Linked DNA regions of Anas platyrhynchos: region 1 is linked to region 2. Evidence: chromatin contacts called from public Hi-C data. All regions are on one chromosome and are shown on one strand. Each heading gives the region's core, a stretch centred on a gene start, on an enhancer-like site or on the middle of the called end of the contact. The rest is flanking DNA. Distances are from core to core; before and after follow the strand shown. Region 1 holds the start of PRMT9 (protein arginine methyltransferase 9). Region 2 overlaps ARHGAP10 (Rho GTPase activating protein 10).

Region 1 (5,814 bases), core at 1,769-4,268, 56 kb before region 2:
TCTCTTTAAAAACACTGATATTACTATGCACAGCTCTACATCACTTGGAAATGCAAAGGTAGTCAAAAATTGCAGTCTTATTTTTTTTTTTTTTAACACAAACAAGAAAGTTTTACAGAAAGCTTACTGTAATCACATGGCAGCAGCAAATCTGCAGTCTCGCAGATTTGTATCATAATAGAATGATACAAAAAGCCAAAGTTGTCTCACCATATTTAACTTGCACATACTGTAAAAACAAATTTTGATTTGCCTACGCTTCCAGTAAGTGGCAATCTCAAAAATAAACTGTGAAACTGAAACAATTTTTTTAAATAACTGTAGCATATTCTCAAATCAGATACACTAAAAAATAAGACCTATGAAATGCATCAAAGCATACCTTTTGTTAGCAATGCTGTATAAGTTGCTCCTTCAAATAAGCAACCAGTCAAAATTGTATACCTAACCAAAGCTGCTTTGACCCAGGACCTATGATTTCCATCTTAAGTTCCAGTCTCAGAAGACCTTAAAATTCAGAGGAATGGCAAGACACTGTGTTTCAAGTTTTGGAGAAAGCAGTAAAAGAATGCAGTATAAGCTCAAACCATTTAAGAAAAAACAGCTCTACACATTACAGTACACATAACCAGCTTCCTCACCTGAAAGATCTGTCATATGTGACCTCAAGAAGAACCAAAGTCTGATCAGATCCCTGACAATTACTGCCTTTGCATATTAACAGAATACAATGGAAGATGAACTTCAAAAATTTTAAGTTAACCACAATTATAGTAAACACAGTAACTCTGAACAATTATGGTCTTATTTCTGTTTAGCAACTTAATAAATAGTTAAAAATACACTTGAAGGCAGTAGTACTATTACATTAAGCTTTTACTTCAGCACAAGTGCTCTTTTATACATATAACTGGCTGTGACTATTAACATATTTTAGTATTGGGTACTTAACTTTCTAAGCTAACAAACACAAAATTCAACAGCATGAACTATGTGAAAACAAACATGCGCTTGTATTTATTTCTTTTAAGCATATTTTATGTGTTCTGATTAGTTTAATATCATTAACGCATAACACTGAAGTAAGCTTTATAACAGCTGAATATAGATCACTACAAACCTGAAAAGATGTTCTCCCATACTATTACATATCACTTCATCATTCGGATACAGTTCGAGAGCCTGTTCATAGCAGTTAAATAGATCTTGAATCCGTGCTAGAGAATCTAGTTCTTCTGCCCATTTAAAGAGGGTAAACTGAAATGTTTCCTAGAAAATAAAACACAGACCATTGAGTTGGCAATAGTTACCAGAAACATTCTGACATGCACCTGAACACACTTCTTTCACTAAAGCAGCAGCATGCAATTGCTCAGTATTTTCCCAAGTTACTTGGGACAACACTTACCACTTGAAGGAGCTAAAGTAAGCTCTCAAATATCCACACTGAATATCATCACCCAACAACTTATACTAAGAGCCAGGATGTATACTACTGCATGCTGTGCTGTACTACAAGCCAATAATAACAACAAGGGATTATCTTTATTGAACTTTATTAACACATACTGCACTAGAAGCCTGATTTTCTTCCCACAGAAAGATACAACTCATTAAATAAGTTGCTGTCTGTTACTGTTTTTCTTCTTTTAGAAGACTGAGTAGCAAGATCAGTTACAAACAAAAAGTCACAGGCACAGAACATGTTACATAGTCTCAAGAGAAAACCAAACAGCACTTACTTTGACACTGGTCTTTAACTCAGGAGCTAGATTCAGTACCAGGAGATAGTGAGCATATGCAGTTCCATAATCCTGGTCCTCCAGGCAATGCTCAGCACTCTGCAGAGATCGGGAAACCAACTCCCGCCTGCCGGCTTCCTGACCACCTCTGGGGCTCCGACGAAGTTTAGCATTGGAGTTGGGCATTCTGAAGGATGGAAGTACTAGCCCTTCCTAAAATCAACAAATTACATGTTCTGGAGGCCAAAAAGGTTACGTACAAAACTGGTAGACAAAGCAACATTTTAAGAATTTACAGGTATTTAAAACTCTTCCCCAAATCCTAAGCATTCAAAAACATTCTTATCTTTACACCTATATATCTTATATATCTTATCTTTACACTTCTTTATGTTTCCATAAACTTTAAAATAAACGTACACCATTCAAAATTTAGGTATGAAACATACTTGTATTGTACTAGATCCTACAAACAGCTTGCATTTCTTTGCTTTTCAAGAACTAATTTTTGTAATGTGTATTTTAGCATATCTTTAAGTAGCTTTGCACACCAGAAACTCACACATTCAGAGTTCTCATAATCGAGCATAACATTTGCAGGTTAAGGTTCTTCCACTTCAGTAACAACATCTCCATAAACTAAGGGCTTCCAGATAGAGAGCTTACAAGCTCCCAGTTTACTTTACGTGAGATACCATGATTGTTTCTTCCCCTCAAGAAAGCGTCAGTTAACAGGATCAGTACACACGTTTTAAGCGTTAACAGTTACCAAATTTGCAATGCTTACCTACGTGCAAGGGCCTAACAGTGCCTTCAGGATTTTCAGATATATCCTAAAGCTGAAGAGAGCGAACGTTACATAAAGAGGAGCCGCAAGGAACACAGCACCACCCTAACAGCTTATTTATTAATAAAATAAAATAAAAAAGCCCCGGCCACGTAAGAAGCGACCACCACCAACTTACACAGCAACACACAAACCCGCCTGCCACACGGCTTCGGGGGCCCAGAGGGCAGCAAGGACAGGGCGGGCAGGCCTCACCAGCACCGGGCTGGCGGAGCAAGCCTCAGGGCCACCACCCAAGCAGGCAAGGAGCAGCGGGGAAGGGAGAAGCCCGTACCCTACAGCCGAGCCGGGCGCTCCCGGGGCCATCACCTGCTGGGCGTCAGCCGCCGCTCCCCCACAGCCCCCAGGCACGCCGCGGACCGCCGCCATCTTAGGGCCCAGCGGCAGGCGGTGCCGGGACGTGCCGGCGCCCCGCCCTGGTGGCCGCCCCCTAAGATGGCGGCGGGCGGGTCCACGCCCCGCTCGCCTCAGGCCCGCTGGAGGAAGGAGGGAGGCGTGAGGTGGGCTGCGCCCCGACCGCAAAACCCAGTTACACGCCGCAGGATTGAGCAACTCTTCTGCTTCACGAGATTGAGAAATCCCTTCGCTTCGTCTTTATTTCTGTTTAATTTATGAGGAAAAAAAAAACTCCTCCTCCTTTTTTTTCAGGCTTCTCCTTGCTATTTAAAGTTTAGGCATGAGGCATTCACTTTATCTTTTATTTACCTCAAGGAACAGCTGATAGGCAGAACATCTTTAAGAGCCCAAGAAAAAATCAGAGTGCTAGAAACTAGCATTTTAGAAAAACTAATGCTTTGTAAGCTGACAAAGAGGCTAGGCAAAAAAATCATAACTCTATTAATAAGCAAAAGGCTTGAGAAAGCTAAAACATAAAATCCATGGATTTTTTTTTTTTCTTTTTTTTAGGCAAATTTAGCTTATTCCTTTCAAGGTGAAACTTCAAAATATTTTGATCAGAAACTGTTCCTTAAAATTTCCTCACTGCTTTTTCATGTGGATTTTGACTACTTATTGGCGGGGCGTGCCAAACATGAACCTACAAATAACTCTGCTTGTCCCTCTCCCTCTGCCACATATAAACGTGCATGTGCATATATATGCACATATATATTGTCCAGGTTATTTTGCCATCCACATCCAATGTTTAAAACTGGAAATTCAGGTCATAGGAACACAGGTCTAGAAGTGGCCTACAGCACTGTTAAATCCAGTCCCTTGCTATTCAACATTACTCAGACCTGCTCTACATGTAAGAGCCTACTACCTTAAATGTTTATAGCATGCAGCATAAGAACCGTGTGCTGTGCAGGCACCACCCATAATTGAACTGCAGTTACGGTGTTTGTAATATTTAATTTGAATTATGTTATTGATAAGCCTGGAGAATGACATTAGAGGAGAAAAATTCATGCCACCTATTTTTAAGTCATAAACAAGTCCAAGTTGTCTTAGGCCTTTGACTCTGCTCTATATTAACAGAGGAGCAAAATTCAGACCTTTGCTCCCACTCCTCAGTGCCTTATCTTGCTGTCTTCAATGCCTATGGCATCACTTGACTTCCACTGTGTAATGTGGCAGGCTGCCTCCTCCTCGGATCAACCACATGCAAGGCCCTGGAGTGATATTTATTTTTTTTTTTCCCCAAAAAGGCAGTGTTCATTTGGTCTTACCACTTTCTGGGACAAGAACAGGCTATGGCATTCTTTATTAATCATGAAACATTGGAACATGAAGCTGTTTATCATTGCTTCCCTTCTCTAAAGGGAAAATGCAGCTCTCCTAGTGTTTTACAGTTTTGGATATTGTAGATGCCTTCACTTTTGAGAAACAAATTGGTACCATTTAAAAAATGCCTGACCAGCATTTTGAGCAAGGTGAAAGTAGTACATGTACATATGGAGAGGAAAGTTAGTCTAAAAGAAACAGTGGCAGTTAAAACCATGGTAAATCCATGGTTAAATGGTTAAATCCATGGAAAATGATTACTATCCTAGACTATTGTAAGTAGGAGGTAAGCCTACAAACATTTTGAGTGAAGTGACCCAAGGGACAGCAGAGGACAAGTAGTTGAATGATGCCACAAGCAGTTTCCATGTAGGAAAGACATTGCCAGAAAGCACAAAAGAACTGGCAAAGCACTTGGGCTGAATGAATTCTAAGAGGACATACAAATATCATCAGAGTGTATCAAATATTTCTTATCTAAACTGAGCTATAAGTCAGGATATAATGTCTTATTAAATCAACTAGTATAAACAGACCTAGCCCTTCAATTTTGAAAGTAAAGCAATGAACTTTAAATTAGTTACTGATGGGGAACAAGCTTCTCTAAATTTAGCTTAATTATGCTTTCCAGCTACAGGAGAACAGCATGGGGAGAAAGACAATCATTAACATCTGTGGGACATAGTGGGAACATGAGGGCATAGTACAGGTGATTATCACCTGTGGACAGTGAGGTGTAACAGGAGTTGGACTGTCCTGAATACTGTGATGGGCCAGGGGCTTGGTAGCTCCATCATTTTCTAAACCTGTTCAGCTGTGTTTTTAGACCAAAGAAAGTACCAGATACATAGCATAAATATTTTATAGTGCTTATTTTTAAGCATAAATCAAGTACTACTGTGTGCTAATTTGACACAATTTAAATTGGTATTTCACACTGTTACATTTGTGGGAGAAGATTACTAAAAACTGTCAATGTCAAATCCTTGCAGTTTGTATGAGTCAATTCAGTTCAAGGGCTGGAGAGGGTTTTTTTTTTTAATTCCATACTCACTTTGTACATCTTGATGGAATACCTCAGAGAAAAATAAAAAAAGGCCACAGAATATAATGTTTGCATACAGCTGCATACTAAGATAATTTGTTGGGTAGAGTTTGTGTTACAAAGGAATGCCTGAAAAGAATGCCCATCTTACCAGCCATGTATGCAATTGCTGTAATAACATTCAGACTAGTTGACAGTAGATTAAAGAATGTTGGTCTGCATCATGGGTGGTCAGACATTAGTCCATTTCTATTTGCAAATCTGATGTATGAGAGGAGTAGGCAGCTTAGTAGTACCTTGCATATGTGTAAGGCTACTAATATAATGCAAGGTGGGAGTTGGAATTAAACTGTATAAACTGTAGCCCAGAATAGGGCTTTCCTCTTGAGGTAAAAGTGCTTAGGAGACAAAACTACAACACCTTGGAAGGATGTAGTTGCTGCCACTGTTTTCAT
Region 2 (5,444 bases), core at 686-3,185:
ACATGCAGTTTGTTATTAATTAATATTTAATTTGAATTCCTGATATATTTTCTTGAAAGTGGTGGATTTTGATGTAAACTTCTTTAAGGGAAGGGTGTGTAATAAATAAATTCAAAGGGCCCTTAGCTTTTTTGCTTATTTCTATGTACTGAGGAAATATTTTTTATCTACTTATCTGTTATCTAGTTTTTTTAAAAAAGTAGTGTCTTTTGAGTTCCCAAGTTATAAATATGAATAATATCATAAAAATGTGTACTTATTTATGGAATGAAAACAACTTTTTCCATCTCTTTATGATAAGCATTGAATTCTAAGTACTGGGAAACACTTCAAATTCCTCCTTTTGTAATTTAATATTGTGCATTTTGTAGCTATGAATGTTTTCATGTGTATGAGTCAGAAGAACAGATCTCTAATTCACTATGTACCAGTCGCATCTTGGTTGACAGCTTCTGTATGTACAAACTCTCACACTCCTTTCAGTGAGGAAGAAATGTTCCTCCTATATTTTTATGTGGGCCTGGTGTGAAGCTCCATAAGAATGATCAAAGAGCTGCAAAATCCCACTTCACCAAGAAATACTCATAAGCACTGCTGTTTAACCCGCTCAGAGAAAGCAAAAGGGGGTGACAAATCATAAATACCTGCAGGGCAGGCAAATTTCTGCTGCAGAGGCATCTGTTACAAAAGTTTGTTGAGCAAAATGAGAAACTTTTTTTTGGAAGGAAAAGAGGCTTGTTTTTCTTTTAATGAAAGAATTACTGGCTTATTTTACCACTGGCAACACTGGAATCTTTATTTGTTGGCTGTCTTGGAGGGAACATCCCATTTTGATTGAAAGATTATTTTCTGCTTCAAACAAATACCTTCAGTGGTTCCCATGGTTAATGCCGCACAGAAGTGTAGCAGACCAAGTGATTTGTAGCCAGCCCTTCTGGTTTGTGAACCTCAGCCTTTTCTGCCCATGTTTTTTTTCTTTCTGCTGAGCCAGGTTGCTGGGATTTATTTTGACTCGGACTTCATGTTCAGCATGCATCCATTGCCTGTTGACCTTATGTTTCCCTTTTCGTTGTGTAAAAGTTCAAAAAACTAAGAAGCAACTTGTTGTTAGATGCTAATTTTTAAGTTTTTGACCATTTCAGTGCTGCCTTTAAGCACCTCCCTTTGTGAAAGCATTCTGCTTGGCTGGTACCAGCCTGCGGCTCTCCTCATCCTCCCCGGGCTCCTCTCTGAGGAGGCCTCACAGCCTTCCTCCCTCACGCCGTCAGTGGAGAGGAAACTGGCAGAAACAACTCAAACTTCTTGAAATGTTCCCAAACTGAAGGATTATTCTGTCATTATTCTGTCAGCCTCTGGAGAGGTTCTCTGCTTGGATTTGTGTGAATCCTTGTAGCCAAGCCAAGAGAGACTCCGAAGGCCTCAGGTGATGTTGCTTGGGGTTGCTCCAGTTATACATACAACTTGCTGTTTCCTTTCAGCTCCTTCAGAGTTTCTAGGGAAGTTTTGGGAGCCTCACAAAAGTGAATGTCCTAAAATGCCCTAGAGACCCCAATAACTGCTTGAGTAAATAGGATGCAGCGTGCCGGGTGGGATGGATCCTTCCTGTAACCGCATTTTTCAGTTCCTCTTTGGGACGTTTGACTTCTCTGGCTGTCAAGTCCTCCTTTTTCTTCTTCCGTCAGGTTTGTGCTAAAGGGTACTTTTAGTGTTTCTGACAAAATTAGGAAGTGAACGCAGAAAGAAAGGGTTTGGGCCACAAGATCAAGTGCTCTGAATTTAGGGAATATCTGAGGATGACTGTGCAATGCTTAGTTTGGCCCAGACTTGCCCAATATTTGAGTTTCCAGCTAGATAAATAGGTTAGCATGCTGTTGAAAATTCAGGGTTGCTCTGGTTACGGTGAATTGGCAAGATGACTCCCACAGTAATCCCCGCATGGCTCCAGGGCTGGGTGGGAGCAGACAGTGCTATTTGGATTTGTGCTGTGCCAGATCTCTAATATATCCCTCGTGTGTTTTACGATAAGAGCTTTTCAGAAGGCCAGATTAGGCCTGCAGTGTTTTATCTGAAACCTCTTAAATTTGGAGGGGGGCGGGGGGAAGACTTCTGCTCTATCTGAGGTGGGCTTCCAGGGAGCTCTGCCTGCACTCCTGGCAGCTCAGCCCTGGGCTGGGGTGACTGAAGTGCCCTGGGGCTCTGCCTTGGGCCTGGGACCACAAGGAACCCCTCTGCTCCTCCACATCTGCTGTGCTCTTTACACTTTCTCAGTGCTCCTGTTGTATTTAAGAAATTCCAGCTTTTGCTAAATTTCAAATGCTTTTAAAATTCTAATTCGCGTTCACAGCAAGACCAAACTTAAACTTATTTATAAGCTAGCTTTCAGTCTTTAAGTGGCATGTTGTTTTCTTTTTTGTTTCTTATGATAAATGGCCTCATAGCCATATTAAAAAGCTCAGTGATGGATGCTGTGGAAGAGACAGATTAAACTTTACCTAGTCAACTAAATTTCTCATTTCTTGTCTCTACACCTCTTGATTTTGTAACTTATGTTAACTTGAAGCTTTCTTAATTTAATTAAATTTAAATATTTGGAAATATATATTTCAATTCCTAATGGTTTTAGCTGTGTGTTAAAAGCTTATTAATTACACCTCAGTTGCCCATTCTACAGCTGTTTCCTGTGTTTTTGCGTTGCTGCAGAAATGTGTATGTCCTCAAATGAAAACTATTATTTTTTTCTGTGTGGCACATTCTGGTGTTCAGTTGTGGAGGCTGTTGACCTGATCTGCAAGACTGGCATAAGTAAAGCAGTTACTGTTTGGCTGCAGCCAAACAAATGCAATTTCTGCATTTGTTCAATTGTTTTAGATTTGTTTTAATTTTCCTTACAGTGAATTGAAAGACAAGATAGAAATTTTGAAACCTTAAATGAACTCAGAGACAGGATTTTTTTTGAGTTAGGACTTAGTATCCCACCATGTTTTCCTTATAAGCCCCAGAGCTTGTTTGTCTTTTTTTTCCCCCTTTTGATTGATGGTGCTAAAGTGACTTAGTGACTTGTCTGTCTGGCAACAGAAGCTTAACCTTTGCTCTCTCTTTTTTTTTTTTTTTTTTTTTTTTTAGGCACTCAGTGTTACTGAAACTCTGATCAAACCTTTGGAAAGATTTAGGAAAGAGCAGCTAGGAGCTGTAAAGGTTTGTCACTCGTTTGCCTTTATGATAAGTTTGTTTAATTTCTCTACTTGGATCGCAGAGCAGTAATGACATGTATTTGGCACAGGGAAACTGTTGTTTATATTTCATGTGTTCACACTTCTTTTCTACTTTGAGAACTTGCTTCAGAAACAAATGGAAAGTGTGCTTAAGAAGAGAAGAATGTGTCCTTCTTTCCTCCCCCTCCCTTATCTCTTCTGTCTGGAATAAGAGAAATATAGCTAACAGCCTAATGGATAACTCTGATTCACTTTATTCTTATTTGCAGTTGCACAATCAAAAGATGAAACGCATTAACTACCCAAAGAAGTTCATTTGTATGCTTTTAGCCTTATTTATGCAACCTGCAAAGTGAACATTGCTTTTATTTTACTTGAATAAAATCACTCATTGTTTTAAATAAATCACTCATTGCTCTATGTGAGTGAGGGAAAAATAGCGATGGAGTGGCTAAAGACAGGATCTCATTCAAGGTACTTTTATTTTGGTGAAAGTTGTCAGTAACCTTTCTAAGGTTGCCACTACATTGTTGGTATTTATAAAGCTAAGCCTCATGGGTTAAGTACAGACTAGCAATTGGATAAGTATAATAAGGACAATTTTCACCTTGCTGTATCTGTCTACCTTCCTTCTTACAATTAGAGATTTAAATACTTATTTGAAAATGGGGAAACGTTACAGCTATTTACTGCCATTTTCTGTTCCAAAACTCAATTTGTACATTTTTAAACTACCACTCTGCAGATGTTTTATTTTATAATGTCATGACTTCACCAGCAGTGATATCTAACGTCTCAGATAACCTTTCAGTTTCAGGTGAGCTATACATTTTGACTTCAGCAGGAATGATTAACATATTCTGAATCTGATTTCAGTGTTCATGCATGGAAAACACTCTGATAATAAATTATTGCAATTTAATAATGCAGTGGTCTTTGGTCTTTTATGGATGTCAGAAGTTCAAACCAACATCCAGTAAAAACCGTAATTTAGAGTTGTTGAAGGAAAAATAATTTGTTCTAAATACTATATATTGTCATTTATATGGTATATTGGTATATTTAATGGATTATTTCAACAGAGTATTTATGGTGTAAGAGGATATTACCATTTTTTTGGGTAAGAATTGCTATGTTTTAAATTACTTCATGATCTTTACTCATTTCCTAGTCAGTTCTGTTCCTGATGTTTTTATCATGAAAATTTACATTCACATATTCTGAATGTCACATTTTGTTTGGATGCATGCGTCTTCCCTTGTCACTCCCTGCAACTCTTTCCATGAAGTTGAAGCTCTTATTGGTATTTGGCCATTTTGTGGACAGAACTCTTGGTGAATTTAAATAGAATGGTCTTGCTTAATTGTAGAACACAGAGAAAAATACTCTAAAAATATTTAACTCCTGGAATATTTTAACTGAATATTTATTCAGTATAATCAAAGTACTGTCATTGGAAATATAATTTTGCATGGCTCTGAAAACCGTGTTACGCCCTCTAATACCAAAATGTATCTAGAACATTGTATGGGATGAGCCTTAGGAAAAATAAATACATATATATCTACTGTGACAAAAGTTAAATCTGTTGACTCGTGTTTTCATGTGTTTTGCATCCCTTGTTGATGAAAAGGTCTGAATTAGGTTAAAGAAGACAAAGAAAAGAGCAGGGAGGAAGTTAATCTCTGTAGTGCTTGAAGCTGAAAAACTTACTGAATTATTCCTCAGTGAAAAATTTTACTGCTCTCATCTCTAGCTGCATGTGTAGTTTCTGATTGTTTCTGTTTTTTACCTATTTAGAAGTAAATATCTCTTCTTTTCTGGTAGCATTCAAATGTTTATCTGATCAATGGAAATTTTGCTAGTATAAACACACACCTTTTTTTTCCCCATTCCTCTTTTTTCTAAACTGTGTATGCTAACATGTTATATCTAATGAATCCCACATGCATATTATATCATTTCTCAATTGATAAGAAATATTGTGGCTTTTTTTTAAAAGGTATTAGATACGTGATGGAGGAAAAAGCGTTTTTTGTAAAATCCTTTACTGAAAAGCAGTCTTAAACAGCTTAGATCCTCTATAGGAATGCCATCTTGAAAATCAAATCCTGCAGAGAACAAAAACCTGCATGAATTATTAAAAATGAAAGATTAGGATTAAAAAATGAACAAGTATATGTGTAGAGTCTAACCAGTATGCTGAATAGGTGCATATATAATGAATATACA

The links. Hi-C and Micro-C count contacts between places; a contact is called where the count stands out from the background.
Region 1: a Hi-C map of subcutaneous adipose tissue shows a contact between it and region 2, with 2.1 times the contacts expected there. The contact joins the promoter of PRMT9 here to the enhancer-like site in region 2. A contact is called at or near these places in 6 of 8 Hi-C or Micro-C datasets (F1 follicle, F5 follicle, liver and 2 more).

The regions. Positions count from the first base shown.
Region 1 is chr4:37,344,993-37,350,806 of IASCAAS_PekinDuck_T2T, reverse strand. PRMT9 (protein arginine methyltransferase 9) reads right to left here and starts at 3,018. Exons shown (of 14, transcript XM_027456686.3): 1 at 2,864-3,018; 2 at 2,530-2,581; 3 at 1,743-1,955; 4 at 1,121-1,269. The coding sequence starts at 1,928.
Region 2 is chr4:37,287,977-37,293,420 of IASCAAS_PekinDuck_T2T, reverse strand. It overlaps ARHGAP10 (Rho GTPase activating protein 10), which reads left to right. Exons shown (of 24, transcript XM_027456676.3): 5 at 3,124-3,195. Among named protein-coding and RNA genes, the nearest start is that of ARHGAP10, 54 kb to the left of the region's middle. Within about 2 kb of position 1,935, at least 2 of the 8 cell types and tissues checked have an H3K27ac peak or open chromatin away from gene starts, as enhancers often do. A contact at or near this core is called in subcutaneous adipose tissue, where this site is marked.